Regions from separate parts of the Canis lupus genome. Here region 2 is linked to region 1. A link is a contact called in public Hi-C data. All regions are on one chromosome and are shown on one strand. The core of a region is the stretch at or near the end of the contact, and the rest is flanking DNA. Distances in the headings are between cores, read along the strand shown.

Region 1 (5,396 bases), core at 1,037-3,536:
TCCTTCAAGACCCGGCATAAAGGGCTCCTCTTGTGTGAAGCCTTCCCAGCAGGCCCAAGTGGAATGAGTCAGCTCCTCCCATGCAGCACGCCGTGAGGTCTGTGTCCATCTCATTGTGTTGAGCTCTCTGCATTTCACCTTTTCCCTAATTTCATTGTGGGGGCTCGGAGGGGAGAGACTGTATTATTCATAGTTGTATCTCTAGCCCTAAGCATAGCATCTGGCATGGTTCATGTCTATAAATATTTTGTATGAAGGAGCAAACGAACAAAGCTTATTTTGACTCCTTTCTTTTTTGTTCATAGTCAAGATAGGGAGGCTAGCATTTTCTCATAAACTTTGGAAAATGCTAAGAAAACTGCTCACCATAAAGGAAAAACAAAAAAAAATCATAAATAAATAAAAAATAAAGGAAAAACAAATTCACTTGACCTTTTTGTCACCACTCATATCTTATAACCTGTGTAGTTCTGCTGAGAACTCATGAGACCAATATGGTTCTCTGCCGTCTAGGCATGTGGGGAGAGGGTGGCAGCACTGGAGGGTCCAGCCAGGGTCCTCCAATAATCGCAGCAACAGCGACTGACACATAGCACACTGCAGGCACTGAGCTAGGTCCCATAAACGTGTGTGTCTACACAATGACTCATTCCAACCCTGTACCAGCCCTACCAGGTAGCTACTCTCATGATCCCCATTTTAGAGATGAGGAAGCTGAAGCACACAACTTGCTCACAATCCTACAGCTAATACCTGGTGGAGAGTCCAGCTTGGGAAGTCCATTGTCCCAACCTCAATGCTGTGTGAGCTCCATAGGCAAAAGATGTGTAGTGATGATCATTTGGGCTAATGATCATCGAGGGCCGTGCCTTTTGGGTTTTTTTTTTTTTTTAAGATTTATTTATTTATTCAGAGAGAGAGAGGGGGGCAGAGACACAGGCAGAGGGAGAAGCAGGCTCCATGCAGGGAGCCTACGTGGGACTCAATCCCAGGTCTCCAGGATCCCACCCCCGGCTGCAGGTGGTGCTAAACCGCTGCGCCACCCGGGCTGCCTTTTGATGTCTTTTGATGATCACTTACCCCACTCCCAGGCTTTGGGATGCCCTCTGGGTTCATAAGTAACCCGTAAAGATGCTTGGCGTCACTTTGTACGTCTCCTAGACCCAGGAGGCCCAGTCTCCTCTTTGCGCTATATGTTTACTCCATGGTGCAGAGGGTGTGATTTGTTGGGGGGGAGGGGGCTCTGCTTGGGACTGAGTCCTCAGCAGCCAGTTCAGGACATAAGCTTCCTGCTCCTCCAGCTTCACCTGCCAGGTATCTCCCATAATAGGAGCCCAGAAACCAGTGAGATCACTTTCCTAGGGTGTACATGGCAGGACTGGCAACCCTCATGGACTCCCTGTTCTCCGTCCAGGACGTTTCAAGGAGAGGGGAGCCCAGATGTACAAATTCAGGGGTAAGGAAAAGCTAGGCATGTCCTTGGAGCAGGTGAGGCGCTTAGGGCTGTCAGAAGGGCACAGGAGAGAGAGGAGGGAGATGGGATGCCGCGGTGGGGGGAGTGCACTTTGGGGCATGCAAGGCCTAATATCCAAAGCAGAGAAATGTGGTTGTTTTACTCGAGTTGCAGATACGTTCTCAACAACTAGGAAACACTGCCACCATGTGGCTCTCAGGGAGGCTGGCTCCAAACTGTAAATTGCCAAATTTTCTGCTACCGTGTAACAATTAAACCAAAAAGCACATCTCTTGATTCAAACAGCTGAAGTAAAGTAACCTTGAGGTAAAAAGGATACTTTTAAATAAAGTTTGCTGAGAAATTAATGCTTTGGGTTCACTTATCGGATTTCTTACTTTGCTTTTAAAATCTGAGTCTTCAGTGGTTCCAATCCCCTGGATCCTTCCTTTTTCCCAGTGACCCTTCTCTTAGAATCGTAAACGCCCTGGCCCTGCAAAGGCCCTGCCATTTCCAGGCCAGTTAGGCATCAAACTGCCCCCAGGCCATTCCCTCCACTGTGGCATTCTGTTTCAGTCCTATTGCTGTTCTCTGGTACCCTCTGCACTTGGACAGATCCAAATTCAAATATTTCCACCATCTTTAAGCTGGGTGCTTTGGGGACGAGGCATCTAATCACTCTATTCCTCGGTGACTTCGTCTGTAAAATGGGCATGGCATCTTCTTCAGCCGTTTCATGTGAGCATGAACAGGTGACTTGCATCAAGTGCCTGGCACACTACAGCTCCTCAAAACGGGGGAATCCTCTTCCGCTTGGCCCTTGAGAGCTGGTTATTGTTGAACAAAGAATGAGAACTCAGTGGAGGTCGGTGATATGATATCCGACAATTATCTGCGCTCCCCCTCCCCCCCCCCAACAAAAGGTCCCTGAGAACAAAAATACTCATCGCGGCAGACTTTGGAGGATTTGCAAGGGTTGCCGATCCGCCCCGGGTTTGCCCGGGATGGCAATCCGCGCGTTTCCACCGCGAGCAGCAGGCCGCAGGTGCGTGGGCTTGAGCCGGGCGGGGGTGGAAGGATTGTGTGTAGATAATTCAATCCCCGTGGGACTCAGCGGCTGGCCTCACCCCCGCGGCTCGGCCGATTGGCTGAAGGTGTCGCCTCCCCCGCCCTCCGCACCCCAGCGTCCCAGGTGACTCGGTCCCCAGTGGCGATCTCTGTTTACCGAGAGAGCCGGCCCAGGTGGGGCTCCATCCCGGCGCTCCGCGCTCGCTCCCCGCTGGGGCCCCGCCCGCGCAGCAAGCGGGGAGAACACCTGGCCCGAGCTGCTCCTCGCCCTTCCCCTCCCCCGCCGCCCGGAGAGGTCGGGTAAGGGGCAGGGGTGTGTGTGGGTGGGGGCGTCCCGGGCCCGGGAGCTCGCGCGGACCCCGGAGATGTAGCCCTAGGCCTGGTTCCCATCCCTCCCCCGCGCCGTGCGGTGCTCGGGGTGACGTGCCCACCCTGGGCGAGCGGCCAGAACCTGGATCTCAGGGATGCCCGGGTCCCTGAGGAGGCACAGACGTAGTGTGTTCCCCTCTTCCCCAGACGGCGATGACCCCCAAGCCGGCCGGACCCCCGGACGGGGGCTGGGGCTGGGTGGTGGCGGCCGCAGCCTTCGCGGTGAACGGGCTCTCCTACGGGCTGTTGCGCTCCCTGGGCCTTGCCCTCCCTGACCTCGCGGAGCACTTTGACCGGAACACTCAGGACACTGCGTGGGTCAGCGCCCTGGCCCTGGCGGTGCAGCAGGCAGCCAGTGAGGGGGGCCCCCGAGGTGGGAGGCGGGCACCGGGGTGGCCTGGCGGAGCGTGTGCGTGGTGATGGAGGACCCACCTGATGACCAGACAACCCGAGAAAGGGGGAGCCGGTGGGATTGAGTTCTAAAAAAGAGAGGGTCTTGAGGTCAAGGGGAGGGGGGTGTTGGGCTGGGGAGGAGCTTAGGCCTGGCAAGCAGCCTAGAAGGGCTGGCTCGAGTCTGGGGGCCCAGGGGCGTGTCTCCCTTTGACTCCGCCCCCTCCTAGGCCCAGTGGGCAGCGCTCTGAGCACCCGCTGGGGGGCGCGCCCCGTGGTGATGGTCGGGGGCGTCCTCACCTCGTTGGGCTTCGTCTTCTCGGCTTTCGCCCGCAGTCTGCTGCACCTCTACCTCGGCCTGGGCGTCCTTGCTGGTGAGGGGAGCGGGACACCCGGGACCCTTAGGGGTGATGTTGGAGAGCGGCGCTTCCTGGGGGCTGGAGGCCAAGGGGGCGGGGCCTCCTGCGAGGGTCAGGGCTGGGATCACTGCGGCGCGCGCGTGCCCTAGCTCCCCGTCCTCACCTGGTCCTGTCGGTTCGCAGGCTCTGGCTGGGCCCTGGTGTTCGCCCCGGCCCTCGGGACGCTGTCCCGGTACTTCTCCCGCCGTCGAGTCTTGGCTGTGGGGCTGGCGCTCACGGGCAACGGGGCCTCCTCGCTGCTCCTGGCGCCCACCCTGCAGCTCCTCCTTGATACTTACGGCTGGCGGGGCGCCCTGCTCCTCCTTAGCGCCGTTACCCTCCATCTGGCCCCCTGTGGCGCCCTGCTGCGACCCCTGGTGCTCCCTGGCGACCCCCCGGCGCGACCCCGCGGGCCCTTGGCTGCATTCGGCCTGGATCTCTTCGCGCGCCGGGCCTTCCTAGTCTTTGCTCTGGGCACAGCCCTGGTCGGGGGCGGGTACTTCGTCCCCTATGTGCACTTGGCCCCCCACGCTTTGGACCGGGGCTTGGGAGGGTATGGAGCGGCGCTGGTGGTGGCGGTGGCTGCGGTGGGGGATGCGGGTGCGCGACTCGTCAGCGGCTGGCTGGCCGACCAAGGCTGGGTGCCCCTCTCGCGGCTGCTGGCGGGGTTCGGGGCCCTGACGGGGCTGGGGCTTCTGGCAGTGGGGCTGGCGCCCTTGCTGGGGAGCCCGGAGGGTTGCGAGGGGCCCCTGCTGGCCGCGGCGGGGGCCTACGGGCTCAGCGCGGGAAGTTACGCACCCCTGGTTTTCGGTGTGCTCCCTGGGCTGGTGGGCCTCGGAGGCGTCGTGCAGGCCACAGGGCTGGTGATGATGCTGATGAGTCTTGGGGGGCTTCTGGGCCCCCCGCTGTCAGGTAAGGGCCTGAGCCACCAGATCCCTCGGCCACCATCCTGTGCCCCTGGGTCCCAGGCCCCTGAATTCCTTTCCCCTTCTTCACAGGCTTCCTAAGGGACAAGACGGGAGACTTCACGGCCTCCTTCCTCACCTGCGGCTCTTTCATCCTCTCTGGCAGCTTCATCTACCTGGGGCTGCCAGGGGCGCTGCCCTCCTGCCCACCAGCCTCCCTGCCAGCCTCCCAGCAGGCCACCTCTCCTCCCCCTGAGAGGGGGGAACTGCTCCCCACTACTCAAGTTGCTCTGCTTTCCCCAGGAGGCTCTCAATCCACTCGGGACACCACTTGTTGACCATTTGTTTGAGCCACTCCCCCAATAAAGAATTTCTACCCAGTTTCTCACAAGCTCCAACTCAGCCAGTTGAGGAGGCTGAAAACATTCTTTCTACTTAAGATATTCAAGGGGGCGCCTGGGGGACTCCATCTGTTAAGCCTCTGACCTGATTTTGGCTCAGGTCATGATCTCAGGGTCGTGGGATTGTGCCCCCAGTGGGATCCCCGCTGGGCATGGAGCCTGCTCAAGATTCTCCAGTGCTCTCTCCCTCTGCCCCTCCCTCACAGTCGCTTCCCTCTTCCTCTCTCCCAAAAAGCAAGAAAAACAAAACAGGGAATCTCTGAGAAGCTGCCTGCCTATGCATTTCAGTGTGTTGGGGTGAGGGGGGTGGGCAGGAGGGGACCATCTGCTAACTCCTCCCTGCATTTCAGGCTCCTGTCCCTGGCCTGAGGGAAATGCTGGACCAGACTTCAGCTCTCGAAGCTTTAGTTCC
Region 2 (5,566 bases), core at 9-2,508, 180 kb before region 1:
AGGCCCGGCTAAAAATACGCGCGCGCCGTCCAGGTCTCGGGGCCGAAGAGGGGGCGGCCCTCGGAAGGAGCGACCTCTGCAGCCTGGAGGGAGAATGCAGCTTTGGGGGAGCCCGCAGGGCTCCCGAGGCACCTGGGGAGAGCCTCGCCCAGGCCTCAGTCTTCCCGTCTGCAGGATGGGGGCCGTGTATTTCTCCAAGAAACAGTGAGTGGCCGCTGCGGGCGTCAGGCGCGCCGCCGCCAAGTTCTTACAGCCGTGCGGTTCGGCGTCACGGGGCCGAGGCGGTGCAGGGGGAGAATAAACGGGCAGGTGCAGGAGGCGCTCAGATGTTCAAGCACGGAAAGAGAAGAATAAAGGATGATGTGCCAGAGAGTAGGCCGCCCGGAGAAGCACAGAGGCGCGTTCCAGGGGGAGGACAGTGCCCCTGCAAAGGCCCAGAGGCCGCAGAGCCTGGCCGCTTGGGGGAAAAGATGGAAGGTGGAGGGAACGGCCCGGGAGCCGGACGGGGCAGCCGGCACCCAGAAACCGTCGGGGTCCGCGGGGATGTTGGGGTGCCTGGAAGGGGTCGAGGGGAGCTCTGTTTGACCGCGGTGTCGGCCGCACGGATAAACGGAGTCGTGCATTTTGCTCCGTGGATTCTACCTCTGATGCAAAAGGGAGCATAGCTACGAGCTGGGTAGTCATCCTTGTGCAGCGCGGGCGGGTACGCGGCGTCTGGAGGGCGAGGGCAGAGAGGAACGGGGCCGACCGCAGCCGGAGCCGAGGCGGTCGGCGCCAGCCCCCTCCCGGGTCGTCAGGGGCAACCCTGGAGCTGCGCCCCCCCGCCCCGCCCTGCGCGCAGCAGCCAGGTGGCGGTTGGGGCGCGACCAGCCCGTTTGATTTCCCGCGGCCGGTGGAGAAGGGGGAAGGGGCGAGGGGCCGCCGGCCAATGGGCTGTGCCGGCCGCTGTCACGTGACGCCCGAGGGGCGGGGCCCACATGTACTTACGGGGCGGTGAGCGGGGGGCCTTGGCCTCCGCGCGAAGTCCGGGAGGCGTGGCCGGTGTGCGCGCCGGGGGAGCTGCTCCTCTCCAATTGGCCCGTGGCCGGGAGGCGGGGCCTGCGCGCGCCGCGGCTGCGGGTTGCTATTGGCCTCGGCCGGAGGCCGGCTGGCGGCGTGCGGGCGAGGCTCGGGGCGCGAGGACCGAGCCGGGCGGCGGGTTCGCGAGCCGGGGGGAGGGGCCGGGGCGGTGGCGGCGGCGGAGGAGGCGGAGGCGGAGGCGGCGGCGGGGGCCGGTACCGGACCCGGCGGGATGAGCGAGGCGGAGGCGGCAGCGGTGGCGACAGCGGCCCCCGCGGCGACGGTGCCCGCGACGGCGGCAGGGGTGGTAGCGGTGGTGGTGCCGGTGCCCGCGGGGGAGCCACAGAAAGCAGGCAGCGGGGCGGGCGGCGGCGGGGTCGGAGCCGCCTCGGGCCCCGCTGCTGGGACCCCCTCGGCGCCGGGTCCCCGCACCCCTGGCAACCCGGCGACGGCAGCCTCGGGGACCCCCGCGCCCCCGGCCCGGAGTCAGGCGGACAAGCCGGTGCTGGGTGAGGGGAGGGCGCGTGCCAGAGCGGCTCTACGGGGTCGACGGGCTGGGGGAGGGGCGTCGCGGAGCCCACGCGATGCAGGAAGCCCCCGGAGGCTGGCCTGGCGCCCGAGGCTCAAAGGACTAGCTGGGCCAGGGGGCGGCTGACCAGAGTGGGTTCCCCTGGTGGGCAATCCTGCCGTGCCTTCCCGACTGGTGCCCTGGGCACGCCCCCTGCGGCGGGAGGCTCGGCCTAGTCCCAGCCGAATCCCAGCCTGGGAAGCAGGTGCACCGGGAACCCTTTCTTTGGGAGGGCAGGAACCGGTGGGCCGGGTGAGTACCTGGTTCTAGGTGAAGGGCCGGGCTTTGTGGCTCAGGAGAAATGTGACTTAGAGTTGGAAGGGTCTCGAAAGCCTGAGCCCCCTCTGTGTGGGCGCCTCCGTTTGGTGGACCTGGGATCAGAATGCCTTAAAGCTAGCCACTGGGTGAAACCCGGTGGCTTGAAGTTAAGCTTAATAGGTAAAGGGAGGTAGATTCGATTTGGAGTGTTTCCAAACTGAGCCCAACCCCATCTCTTCCCCCCACCTTACTGCCCCCACTGCATCTCTGCCTGGCAGCCATCCAAGTCCTGGGCACTGTCAAATGGTTCAACGTCCGGAATGGTTACGGATTCATCAACAGGTATCTTAGAAACCCAGGGAGGGGGTGGCAGGGGTGTCTTCCAATCTGGCCCGTGGGACTGGACACCTTCCCCACCTCCTCTCTACCCCTGCTGAGGCACATGGTTGCAATGTCCAGCTGACGCTGATTGAAAGCATTTAACCGCCGCACAAATGGGGGCAAGATGAGCCTCCTCCACATCTCCGAGGGCAGCAGAGAGTTAATGATCTAGGAACTTGGCAAACCTGGCTCGGAGCCACCTGGCTTGCCTGTCTCACCTTGTGGTTTAGTTTGCTTCGCCTTTGGGGCAGAATGTACCTGCTGTCTGTGCCTCAGGGCTCCGGGCTGGAATCCTCCCTCATTTCCTGTTTGGGGCGGCTGGAGGAGCACTCCCCTGACTCATCTCCCTTAGAGGGCTGCTGGCTCATTTGAATCCCCCCACCTGATGGGGCTGTGGGCTGGTGAGGGGGGTGGCTGTTGGGGAAGGAAGCCAGCCCTGCCGGTTCCCTTCAGCTGGGCAGCCCCAATCCCCCCACCCCCATCACTACTGGGAGGGGCAGTAGTGGCAGATTCTGAGCAGAGCCAGGGCTCCCCCAGTGGGCCCTTCCCCATGTCCGGCAGCCGGCCTGGCCCAGCCCTCCTGGGAGGCCCTGGTTCCCTCTTAGCAGCCTGACCTTTGTGCAGCTCCAAGTGCTTTAAAGCTGGAACATTTGATCTAGGGAAGGATCCCTCTCTAATTCTGGAAGCTGAGGGCTCCTGGGACGTTCTGAAGGAAAACCTTCACATCCCCCCACCCCTGCCATGGGGTGCTGGGATCAAGTGGGGGTAACGAGCAAGTCATGATAGAGAATGGCCCAATACTCTTTCTCACTCTCAGTCTCTCAGTTTGTTGAGCCCGGGGCCTGCCCCTGGGGCTCACCTCCTGGCTGAGGGTGAGAAGCAAGTCCTGGGGGAGTTCCGAGCAGGATCGTGCCAACTTGTCCCATTCTCAGACTTGTTCTGCACCCCTATCCAGGCTGCTCTTTATCCCCCTTTCCTGACTGCAGAAGGGAAGGGCTGAAGAGGGATTTTGCAGCCATGGTGGGGGTTGGAACAGAGGGGTGTTGGCCTGGAACAGTTAGACTGAGCACTGCCAGGCTCTAAGGTGCCCCAGGAGCAGAGGGGCGAGTCCTCAGCAGGTGCAGAACTTGCCTGACTTCTTCAAGGTGACTTTGCCTGTCCTCCACCCTTAGGGAGCTCAGGGCTTTCGCTGAGGTTTTTGGTATACTTCTCACCAGTCTCTGGCTCTTGTCACACTGGGCCCCGTCTACCCCCAAGGAGTCAGGGGAGGCTGGTGAGGGTGGGCCTGCTGCTTTTAGGGCCGGGCTGGGAGGCCTCACCAAGAGCACCCCATAACCAGCCCCCTGTTCTGCAGGAATGACACCAAGGAGGATGTCTTTGTTCACCAGGTAAGAGCTAGGTTGGTTTGGGGAGGGTGTGGAGGGAACCCACCCTCTCTCTGAAGGTCTTTGCTGTAATCCTTAGCAGCACACAGCGGTTTCCTGCTCTTCCCCTCACGACAGCATGGCCAGGAGAAATGGCTTCCCCTCCCCCTCCATCAGGTGCCTGTATTCCCCACCATTGGCCCCACTTGTGTCAGGTTGTGTCTGTGAGGAATGAACTTGTTGCCCTCTGGCCGTGGCATGCTCACTACCTACACCGGGACCTGGTAACACAAGGACGAGTCCTAGGCAGCATGCGGAGGGAGCCGACACAGGCTAGAATACTTGGGTGTGGTGGTTCTCAAAGTGCTGTCCCCAGCGGCAGCAGCATCACCTGTCGTGCAAACTCTCAGGCCCCACCCCAGACCTGCTGGCTCAGGCCGACTTGGGGGCGGAGCCCAGCAATCTGTTCTAACGAGCTCTCCAGGTGATGCTGATGCAGGCCCCGGGGTGAGAACCACCACTCTGGTGGCAGAAGCTCTGAGGTAAGCAGCATGGTGCGTTTTGCTGGCTTTGCAACTTAAGACTGTCTCTGCCTTTTGTTTCGCTGAGTTCCTGTCTCTGGCCTCCCTCTTCAGAGCCTCTGAGGGGTAAAGGGAGGAGGGAGTGTGTTCTGGGGACCGGGCTCGGGGCACCAACACTGGGAGGCGCCTCCTGGGTCTTGGCTTATCCCCTACTAAACTTGGCCCGCCTCCACCCTCACCCTCGGGCTGGGCCGCAGGGATCGTCGCTGGTGAACCGAATGGAGCAGGGTGGCGGACCCAGCAGGGGTGAGGGAGGCTCCGGGCTCCCTGCCCTCACCTTTCTCCTCGCCTTTCCCCTGCCAGACGGCCATTAAGAGGAACAACCCCAGGAAGTTCCTGCGCAGTGTCGGAGATGGGGAGACGGTGGAGTTTGATGTCGTGGAGGGAGAGAAGGTTCGGGCTGCCGGAGAGAGCCCCCCCCCAGAACCCCCTTCCTTGGGCCAGTCAGCCCAGGCCATGGGAGGACAGCACTGCCTTCCCCACCCTGGTGTCCTAAGGACTGAGTCCCTCTGGTCACTTGATGACATTTGGGTTTCTTTGTCATGCACCAAGCACTCCCAGTCTGTTTTCCACGTGCCATGTCCCCTAAGGGTCCTGAGTCCACAAGGGTCCAGTGGCAGCAGCTACCCTCCTGGAAAGTCCCCTGGAGGAGGCCAGGAGACAGCAGCCGAGGAGGAACTGAATGGGGACCTTGGTTAGAAGAAGGGGAAGCAGGTTTGGGGAGGTGTGTGTGGCTGAGTGGGCACTCACTGTCCTCCCCACCTGCTTTCTCCCCAGGGTGCAGAAGCTGCCAATGTAACTGGGCCCGGGGGCGTGCCAGTGAAGGGCAGCCGCTATGCCCCCAATCGTCGCAGGTTCCGCCGATTCATCCCCCGGCCTCGTCCAGCTGCCCCGCCACCCATGGTGGCAGAGGCTCCATCAGGTGGGACAGAACCAGGCAGCGAGGGGGAGCGAGCTGAGGACTCTGGGCAGAGGCCCAGGCGGCGGCGCCCACCTCCCTTCTTCTACCGCCGGCGCTTTGTGCGAGGCCCTCGGCCCCTCAACCAGCAGCAGCCTATAGAGGTGGGAGTCCTGGGACGCAGAAGCTGCTAGCACACCTGGGAGGGAGGGGGCATCCGTGAGGACAGAGACCTCCGGGGCTCCCGAAGAAGGGGAGGAGGGCCGGGATGGGTCCCCGAGGCTGGGATCCTTGGCGACAGGTGTTGCCCCAGCTCCCCCAGGTCTCGTGTGTTCCTAGGGCACTGACGGGGTAGAGCCCAAAGAGACCGCTCCATTGGAGGGAGACCAACAGCAAGGAGATGAGCGGGTCCCCCCTCCCAGGTTCCGGCCTAGGTACCGAAGGTGAGACCCCCTTT

Evidence for each region. A called contact is a pair of places that touch in the nucleus more often than the background predicts.
Region 2: a Hi-C map of blood shows a contact between it and region 1, with 9 times the contacts expected there. The contact joins the promoter of YBX2 here to the promoter of SLC16A11 in region 1. A contact is called at or near these places in 2 of 9 Hi-C or Micro-C datasets (amygdala and blood).

What each region holds. Positions count from the first base shown.
Region 1 is chr5:32,269,577-32,274,972 of UU_Cfam_GSD_1.0, reverse strand. It overlaps SLC16A11 (monocarboxylate transporter 11), which reads left to right and starts at 2,286. Exons shown (of 5, transcript XM_038536606.1): 1 at 2,286-2,498; 2 at 3,038-3,245; 3 at 3,511-3,654; 4 at 3,823-4,590; 5 at 4,677-4,966. The coding sequence starts at 3,044. The coding sequence ends at 4,921. It overlaps SLC16A13 (monocarboxylate transporter 13), which reads right to left. Exons shown (of 4, transcript XM_038536610.1): 4 at 5,243-5,396.
Region 2 is chr5:32,452,453-32,458,018 of UU_Cfam_GSD_1.0, reverse strand. It overlaps YBX2 (Y-box-binding protein 2), which reads left to right and starts at 1,258. Exons shown (of 9, transcript XM_038536649.1): 1 at 1,258-1,568; 2 at 2,164-2,227; 3 at 3,621-3,654; 4 at 4,515-4,604; 5 at 4,989-5,273; 6 at 5,449-5,552. The coding sequence starts at 1,292.